Regions from separate parts of the Mus musculus genome. Here regions 1 and 3 are each linked to region 2. The links are chromatin contacts, called in public HiChIP or PLAC-seq and promoter capture Hi-C maps. All regions are on one chromosome and are shown on one strand. Each heading gives the region's core, a stretch centred on a gene start, on an enhancer-like site or on the middle of the called end of the contact. The rest is flanking DNA. Distances are from core to core; before and after follow the strand shown. Region 1 holds the start of Exog (endo/exonuclease (5'-3'), endonuclease G-like). Region 2 holds the start of Slc22a14 (solute carrier family 22 (organic cation transporter), member 14). Region 3 holds the start of Acvr2b (activin receptor IIB).

The links. Promoter capture Hi-C pulls out the DNA fragments that hold promoters and counts their contacts. HiChIP or PLAC-seq counts read pairs in DNA pulled down with a chosen protein or histone mark.
Region 1: a contact with region 2 is called in a promoter capture Hi-C map of embryonic stem cells, with 2.0 times the contacts expected there. The contact joins the promoter of Exog here to the promoter of Slc22a14 in region 2. A contact is called at or near these places in 8 of 39 promoter capture datasets (the 3T3-L1 cell line, cranial neural crest, embryonic stem cells and 5 more), 1 of 484 Hi-C or Micro-C datasets (Sertoli cells) and 3 of 9 other capture datasets (adipose tissue, liver and pancreatic islet).
Region 3: a contact with region 2 is called in an H3K4me3 HiChIP or PLAC-seq map of embryonic stem cells, with 12 read pairs. The contact joins the promoter of Acvr2b here to the promoter of Slc22a14 in region 2. A contact is called at or near these places in 1 of 39 promoter capture datasets (the 3T3-L1 cell line) and 2 of 115 datasets of contacts at active chromatin or transcription factors (embryonic stem cells and pancreatic cancer cells).

The regions. Positions count from the first base shown.
Region 1 is chr9:119,443,578-119,446,432 of GRCm38.p6, forward strand. It overlaps Exog (endo/exonuclease (5'-3'), endonuclease G-like), which reads left to right and starts at 1,383. Exons shown (of 6, transcript NM_172456.4): 1 at 1,383-1,573. The coding sequence starts at 1,411.
Region 2 is chr9:119,189,109-119,192,020 of GRCm38.p6, forward strand. Slc22a14 (solute carrier family 22 (organic cation transporter), member 14) reads right to left here and starts at 1,287. Exons shown (of 12, transcript NM_001037749.3): 1 at 1,257-1,287.
Region 3 is chr9:119,400,661-119,403,567 of GRCm38.p6, forward strand. It overlaps Acvr2b (activin receptor IIB), which reads left to right and starts at 1,518. Exons shown (of 11, transcript NM_001313757.1): 1 at 1,518-1,937. The coding sequence starts at 1,886.

The sequences.
Region 1 (2,855 bases), core at 133-2,632, 250 kb after region 2:
GTCAGCCTGGCTCAGGCCAATGCTCTTTTTATGGGAAGCTGGAGACTGCTGCCAGGTGAAGACCCATTGATCTGAGTGGGAGTCTATTAAACACGAATATTCTTCTTTTTACAAAAAATAATTTACGGTCTTCAGAGTGAGTTCCTGGACAGCCAGGGCTACACAGAGAAACCCTGTCTTAAAAAAAAAAACAAAAATAATAACAATTTACTTAATTTTATTTTATGTGCATTGGTGTGAGGGTGTCAGTCATGAGCTACCATGTGGGTGCTGGGAATTGAACCCAGACCCTTTAGAAGAGCTGACAGTGTTCTTAATCACTTAGCCATTTCTCTGGACCTTATGTTCTCCCTTTGTCAGTGGGCATTTGCCCATCAATTTTGTCTAAGACCAATTTGAGAGGTCCCATAAAGTGGCTAACATTTACAGTGTTACTTGACGGCATGCATCCCGTGTATACCACCTTAGTCCTGAGATGAATCCCTATCGTCTAAGATGATGATTTTAACTTCTTTTTTGAGACAGGGTCTTGCGATGTAGCTGAGACTCATTTGGAACTCACTATGTAGTCTAAGCTGATCTGGAGCTCAGAAATTCCTTCCTTGTCTTTGCTAGCGCTGGGGTTACAGATCGGCTCCACCAAGCCCAATTACAGTTTATTACATCGACTTATTTATGTCTGGCTGTACATACCTGTGCATGTAGGATGGCAAGCCCATGCCTGTGACGGTGAGAGGACAGCTTTCAGGAGTCAGTCCTCTTCTACCAAGTAGGTTCCAGGGACTGAATTCAAGTGTCAGTTTTGGTGGCAAGCACCCTTACTGATGAACCATCTTGCTTGTCTAGGCACAAATTAAAAGAGATAACATGGACTGACACACTGGACTAGTTTGGTAAGGATTTAACTTCTGAGCTCTGGCCCATCCAGAGTCTCTGGCTACCATTGAGTACTGTTTTCCCAGGAAACTCGATAGGTGGTACAAACACTCTGATGTGTATTTTGACTTTGAAGCAAGTGCCCCAAACAGTCCAATGGGGTACAGGTTTTGGAATCACATCGAGTTGGATCCCAGGTTAGGAGATCTTTGATGGATCATGAACAAGCATTTACTCACTATTAAATGGGACTAAAGACAATTTCTTCAGAGGACAGTACACACACACCATTAAATTGACAAGCTAGGACACTTAACCCATCCATTAACTGGCCAGGACCAGGGATGGAGGTAGGCGTGCCTCCCCTGCTGGACTCTAGGGGACGCGCGAGACCCTCAGCAGCGAAGGCCTCTGGGAGGCGGTTCGGGATGGCGCATGCGCGCCTGGTTCCGGAGCCGGCGATTGGACCATTCCGGCCTCGGAGCCCCCGCGTGCGCATGCGTGGCAGAGACAAAGTGCTGGCGCCCGCGAGTCATGGCTGCAAAGAGCTTCGCTTCCCGTCTCAGGGACTCGCGGCGATTTCTGAATGGCTTCTTGGCCGGGGCTGTAGTGGGCGCCGCGGGAGCGGGGCTGACGGCGCTGCAGTTTTTCCGGCGTCCGGACGCGGAATCCGCGAAGCTGGCGAGGCAGCCACACGGTGAGTCTGCAAGCCTAAGCCGGCTCGGTTCCCCACTGCTCCCCCAAATTCTTCACCTGGCTGCGGGCTCACACGTCACCACCCCTCCATCCTTAGCTCCACCCCGAGCTGAGACTCTGTTTGTTCTCCACCTTAGGTGCAGCACAGTGCCTGGTACAGAATTGGCCTTCAGTAAGTGTCTTAGTTTCTTTTCCTGTTGCTGTGACAACGTATACCTGACAGAAGCAACTTAAGGGAAGGGTCTGTTTTAGCTCCCCGTTCGAGGTGCACCCCATCGTGGCGGGGAAGGAGCTCGAAGCAGCTGGCCACGTCAGGAAACGGACGAATGCGTGCTGCCTTTTGGCTCCCTTTTCTCCCAGTTTATACAATGTGGCCACGTCCCTCCACTGTCAGGAAACGGACGAACGTGCTGCCTTTTGGCTCCCTTTTCTCCCAGTTTATACAGTGCGAATCCCAGTCAGGGAATGGCCCAGCCCATAATTAATCTGGGGATCCCCATATCATTTAATACAGCCAAGATTCCCCCTCTCCCCATAGGAATACCCGGAGGCCTGCTTCTCAGGTGTTTCTAGATTCTGTCAAATTGACAACATCACAACAAGAATGTTTGAAGGCGTTTCCGTAAAGAATATCTGCTACCCAGTCTTCCTAGTATGTACATCCTTAAATTTACGGGGCATCTTATCTTTAGACAGAGAAGTGAGCACAGACCCATCTCATTCCAGGACGTGCTGAACCACCCGCTTCTTTTGACACTTGCCATTGTGCCAGAGGACTGCTCTGGGGAGGCATGGGGAGGAGTCACTTGGAAGCAGCTCCGGGTTGAGTCCTCTAGGAGGAAGTGTCAGTTTCTTAGCCCCACTGCAGTGAAGGCTGCAGTCTGTCTTTCCTTGAACTGAAACACTGGGGAAGTATCAGTGAGGGACAGTGTGGGTGGGCTTGTTTGCTCTGTTTTTGCTTTGAGCCAGTACTCACTGTGACCCAGCCAGGCATGAGACATGGAGAAACAGGTGTGTGCACCCACTCTTGGAGTTAAGGTCTTTTAAAAAACGAAATGGATACTTAACCTGGCAGCTGATATATCATGTTGATGAAAAACTAAAATGATGGCCATTTTTGTCTCTATTAGTCGCAAGACGTTCCCATTCACTTTTATACTTGTAGCACTATGGTTTTCCTTTGAATTCTCCCCCCACCCCCCATACACACAGTTTGTGGTACAGACAGATTTAGAAAACTAATGTGGAAAACTAGTGAGATTGGATTCTTATTTCTTTTTGGT
Region 2 (2,912 bases), core at 37-2,536:
TGTAGCACATTCATTTTCTACACTAAGTGACTTTTGCCCCTTTGCTCAGTTGGCTTTCTCTGTGTGAACCTGGTGCTGAGCTCTGCTCTGTTTCTTGGATCTGTGCTGTGCTTTCTCAGTTGTGCTGTAGTATCAAAATTGTGCGAGTTTTACCGCAAATCCTGATGTCTTGAAGTGAATGTGTGAACAAGCACTCTGGCACACCACACACACACACACACACACACACACACACATCCAATCTACTTCCTCATGGTTATGGTGGCCACTTGGTCATCCAAACATTAACTTCAGGGCATGCTTGTTATAGCTACAAAACAATTTGCTGAGCTTTGATTGAGACTGTATCAAATATTTAGATCAGTAGAGAAGGAGTAACATTGTAACTATGGCACTGAGTCTTCTCGACCATGAGTGTGAAGTGAGGGTAAGAGGAAACATCAATGTATTTTTAAGGAAAGAAACTTATAAGTACCTCACACACCAAAGAAATCATATAAAATTAAAATATTTATGAGTGATAGCAATAAAGTAGCAAATGTATGGGTGCTTGAAAAGTTGTAATTTGTGGAGAAAGTATAGCTTTATCTGCTTTTAATAGAAAAGTATAGGCTGAATATTGATCAACTAAGTCTCATTATAAAATGTGAAAGAAAAATTAACCAATAAATTCAAGGAAGATAACAAAGACAATAAAAATTAAGGCCAAAGTAAAAGAAGGAAGCTGGGCCTAGCACTATAGGCCTGTAATTCCATCTACTTATAAGGCTGAGGCAGGAGGATCACAAGTTCAAGGCCTATCTAGGTACAAGATGATTTCAAGGCAAGCCTGGTTAATTTAGCACTACTCAAACAACCCACAGGGACTAGCAGTCAGCAAGGCCCCTGTGCGCCCCCAAGTCATCTGTGAGGTCCTCAAGCAGCTCTCCCTGCACTGAATATCCATGGGAACTGGCTGGCAGTCAGCAAGGGCGCTGACCACACTGCCCTCCACTGACCTCAAAGGTCCTGCTAGAAAAAGAGAAGCCAGCACTCTACCTGCACACAGGAAACGACTGTGCGCCATACCTGAGAACTCACAATTCCCTTGAGGACAGCCTGCTCTTCCCATAGGGTTCCCACAGCTGAACAGGCCCAGGCACGTTCCTGTCCACATGTGCCATATGGAGAATGTGGCCCCACAGTCACAAGCTGTCATCATAATTATCACCTTCTACATGAACCCCCAGTCCCTCCTCCCTGGAGACAGGACTCACCTGACTGGTGTCCAGACCCAACCATATCCTTGGAAGCAGAACCCTAGCGTTCCATTGGTAGCTGGGGAGACGGTGTCACAATGGGGTGGAGAAGGTGACCTGGGAATGCTGAGAGGACCATATTCTACTCCAGGCACACAAGTGGCCAGTCTTGGGACCAGAATTAGTTAAGGCAAGTATGTAAACGGCTATGTGAGGTACCCTTGTGCCTTAAAAAAAAAACTGTCTTCTATACTGAAAGCACTCCTTGTCTTAGTCAGGGTTTCTATTTCTGCACAAAACATCATGATCAAGAAGCAAGTAGGGGAGGAAAGGGTTTATTCAGCTTACACTTCCACATCGCTGTGCATCACCAAAGGAAGTCAGAACAGGGACTCACATAGGGCAGGAACCTGGAGGCAGGAGCTGATGCAGAAGCCATGGGGGGTGGGGGGGCACGGAATGCTGCTTACTGGCTTGCTTCCCCTGGCTTGCTCAGTTTGCTTTCTTATAGAACTCAGGTCTACCAGCCCAGGGATGGCACCACCCACAATGGGTCCTCCGGGCTTGATCACTAATTGAGAAAATGCCTTACAGCTGGATCTCATGGAGACATTTCCTCAAGGGAGGCTCCTTTCTCTGTGATAACGCCAGCTTGTGTCAGGTTGACACACAAAACCAGCCAGTTACACCCCGCAAATGAAAGCCCACTCTTTGTCGGCTGTCCTTCAAGCCTTCCTGACCCTGCACCTAGGATCTGCACTATACCTCTCTTCTGCCTCAAGGACATGTCACCATTGCTAGAACTGCCTTTGTCTGGCCCACCTCCCTAGAAGCCACAGCCTGCCTCTGATGGTAGAAACAGGACTCTGGTCTTTTTGCTTAGAGTAGGGGTAAGGAATCAGCTGAGGACAAGGAGCCAGGCTGAACTAGTTGTGGAGAAGCAGGAGACATGAGGGACCCTAACTTTAGCCCAAAGTCATGGCTCACAGATACCTGGCAAGAAGCAGGAATGAGAGCAAAAAAGGTTGGGGTCTAGACTTGCCCAGCTTCTCCATCAGCACAGAAAATACTGCTCAGGACACTGGCAAAACTGGCTAAGAAAAATTAGGAGGCAGACATAGGAGACAACTCAGCAGGCCAAGGGCTCGGCACATAAGCAGAGAGGACCCATGTAAAAAGCGGGAGGGGGAAGGGGGAGGGGGAGGGGGAAGGGGGAGGGGGAGGGGGAGGGAGAGAGAGAGATATTACCACAGATTTTGACAGATGAAGGGACATGATAGCCAAGAAGCAGCACTGAGGAGCAGAGGGCCCTTCACCCAGCTGTGAAGAACTTTCACAACTGTGTGCAGAGGCAGAGGGCAGAATTCTTCCAAAAAGGGCTGAGAACATGGGGTGTCCACTGGCTTTGGTCAACAGCTCCAAGGACACAGGTTTACACCTGGGAGAGGAACTGGATGAGAGGGAACAGGCCCCCGGGAGTGTGTCAAAGTCACGATAAGGAGAATGGGAACATCTTTTTTTTTTTTTTTTTTTTTTGGTTTTTCGAGACAGGGTTTCTCTGTGTAGCCCTGGCTGTCCTGGAACTCACTTTGTAGACCAGGCTGGCCTCGAACTCAGAAATCTGCCTCCCAAGTGCTGGGATTAAAGGCGCACGCCACCACGCCCAGCATATGG
Region 3 (2,907 bases), core at 268-2,767, 210 kb after region 2:
GTTTGATTCCCAGCTCCTACAGAGTGGAAAGACAGAACCAACTGCAAGTTGTCATCCAACCTCAATGTGTTCATGCTCTCTCTCTTCTGTCTCTGTCTGTCTGCTTCTCTCCTTAACACACACACACACACACACACACACACACACACACACATGCATGCACACATACACATACAAACACACATATAAATAAGTAAAATATAATAAAAATCTTAAAAGAAATAGAAGATACACTTAGCAACGTGAATGGACCCTAGTGACATCTAAGGAGCCCCTCAGCCCTCTGCTGTTAAAGCTGCCCAGATGTGAGATGGAGGGTGCTGGTGGCACGGGGCATATGGAAACATATGACTGTATGTTGGATGCACATAGATACAGGCAAGAGAGCACACACACAATCAATCAATAAACGAACGAAAAATAGGAAGAGTCACAGATGGACTGCGAGCTCGAGGCCACCTGAGGATTACATAAGGAGAGGAAAAAGACCACATTTAAGAGCAAAGGTTGTCAGACAAGGTGCAGACTTCTTGGGAAGCTGAGGATCCCTACCTCAACACCAAAGCCGTAGCAGAAAGAAACTCTACCCAAGTCTGGAGGACTTCAACACCGTCATTTTCATAAGGGAAGTCCGAGGCTCGAGCAAATGAAATGACCCAGGCTGGGGGGGGGGGGCGGCGGGGGGGAGCGTCCTTCCTCCTATGACCCACTGCTCTTGGTGAGGCAGGAGGTAACTATCCGAGGATTCCATAGCATTTTTTTCCCCTGAGTAGTGACTGGCTTTTCCAGTGTAGCTGGGAGGCCGATTGCTCTCACACTCTGATTGTGTAACATCTGAAATGGAGGGATCTGGTGTGTGTGCGTGTGTGAAAGGAACAGAGGCATGTTCTGAACAGATCTTTAGAGGTGGGAGGAGTGCTGAAGGTAAGATGAAGGATGCTGGATTGCTGAGGATCCTTCAGAAAGCAGGTCGCCAACAGTTCTTTCCCACCTGCAGCTGCTCTGTGGGTCCTCCTCTGCTTGGAGATAACTGTGCGTGCGTTGTGAGGAACTGCTGTCAATTCAGACTTCAGCGTTTTCCTGCCAATTAATTAGCCCATAAATGGGAGCTGGAGGGCAGAGGTCCTAGGTTATGGGGACCAGGAGCTACCCACTCACTCAGGGGTCCCAGAGGAGCGTGCATCCCGTAGCGTGGGCTCCATAGCACGGGGCAGGAAAGCACCAGCCAAGTTGTGGGCAGTCCAATCCCACCAGCTCGGAGAGCGCGCCCCGCCTAGCCCTAGAGTCTGGTGCTGCAGGCGCGCTGTCTCCAGAGGGCGCGGGCTGGGGGGCGGAGCCTCGGTGTTGTTGTTCCTCTCCGGCCCCGCCCCCAAGGGGGGCGCGGACCACGCGGCCGGAGGGCCCGCCTCCCCTCCCCCTCCCCGCCCAGCTCGCCCGCCTCTTTGTATCCAACATCCGGGTTTCCCCGCTGGCTCGGCTCCGTGGCCACCGCTCAGGAGCCATTTTGGACTCGGTTCAGGTCCCCTCCCCCACCCCTCCCCCGTTCATGGCCCCTCCGGACTCGGCCCCTGCGCCCGGGGCCCGGGCCCAGCCCCGTTGCGCCATGCCCGCGTCGGGCGCGCCCTGGCCCGCGCCCCGCCGCCGCCCCCCGGCTCCCGCGTCGCCCCATAGCCCGGGCCGCACTGCGCGCCGCCCGCAGCGGCCCTGAGCCCCTATCTCCGCATACTGCCTGGGAACCGAAGCGCAGAAGCGCGCGCTCCTGGAAGCGAGACCCAGAGAAGGAGCGGGAAGCAGAGCGCAGCCGCCGCCGGGCCCTGCGCGCCCCGGGAGCGCAGCGCGGCCCTGCCCGCGGGCTCCGGGTGTCCGCGGGGCGGCGCCGCGGAACATGACGGCGCCCTGGGCGGCCCTCGCCCTTCTCTGGGGATCGCTGTGCGCCGGTAAGGACCGGGCGCGTCGTGGGGGTGCAGGGACCTGGGGCGCGCGGTGTTTACCAACAAAGGGCGGCCCCGCGGCCTCGGCGCCGCGCCACCTGCCTGGGATCGGGGTCGCGCGGGGCGCTCTGGTGCTTGCGATCTTAGAGGCGAGCTCGCCCGTGCGGTTCCTCTGCGCGATTCTGGCTCGCAGAGGTTCTAGGTGATGGGGGAACCTGGAGCGTCAGGGTCGGGGTTCAGGTTCCGCGGGTGTGCGGACCCCAGGGATAGAGCGGGGAAAACCTAAGCGTGGGGAAGGCGGCCAAGCGGGGTGGGCATCTAATTGGGGGCGGCTGGGTTGGGGCTGCTCGCCCCTGAGAGTCATAGGTGTCGCAAAGCGAAGCGGACGGCTTTCCATAGCCCGCCCGGAGTCCTCTGCATCCCGTCCCGCCACTCCGCGTCGCGATCCTCATGCGAGTGGCTCCTACCTGCGCCCGCTTTTCTTGCAGCGGGCCGCAGATGCGCCCTCGTGGGACCGCTTTTGTTTTGGGCAACTGGGAGTGGAGAAGGGTTGAAGAGGCGAACCAACAGGTCTCAGATCGCTTCGGCCGGCACGTGGCGGGCGTGAGTGACCCGCGGTCAGCTCGCAGCCGCCTGCGGGCTGTGGATAGCTGGTGCGCGTCTGCTTGGGACTAGAAGGTGTGGGTGTGTACGCACGAAGTTGTGTTGGGAAAGCGCTTTCTCCCCCAAAGCCTAGGCACTGATTTCTGTGTCCCGATGGTGCTGAAGCGTGCTCAACTTTGTAGGAGCTCCGGGGCGGGCTTAGGGCAGTTCCAGGAAACGTGGACAGTCGGGCATTAAGACTCCAGAGAAAAGATCGTGGAGATTAGGACGGCTGGTGCCCGGTGGCTGGGGCTCTGGGTCCTGCGCGTCTTTGTTCCCAACCCCCATTACACATGCAGCTCGGGTCCCCTGCGGCCCGAGGTGGCAGCAGCGC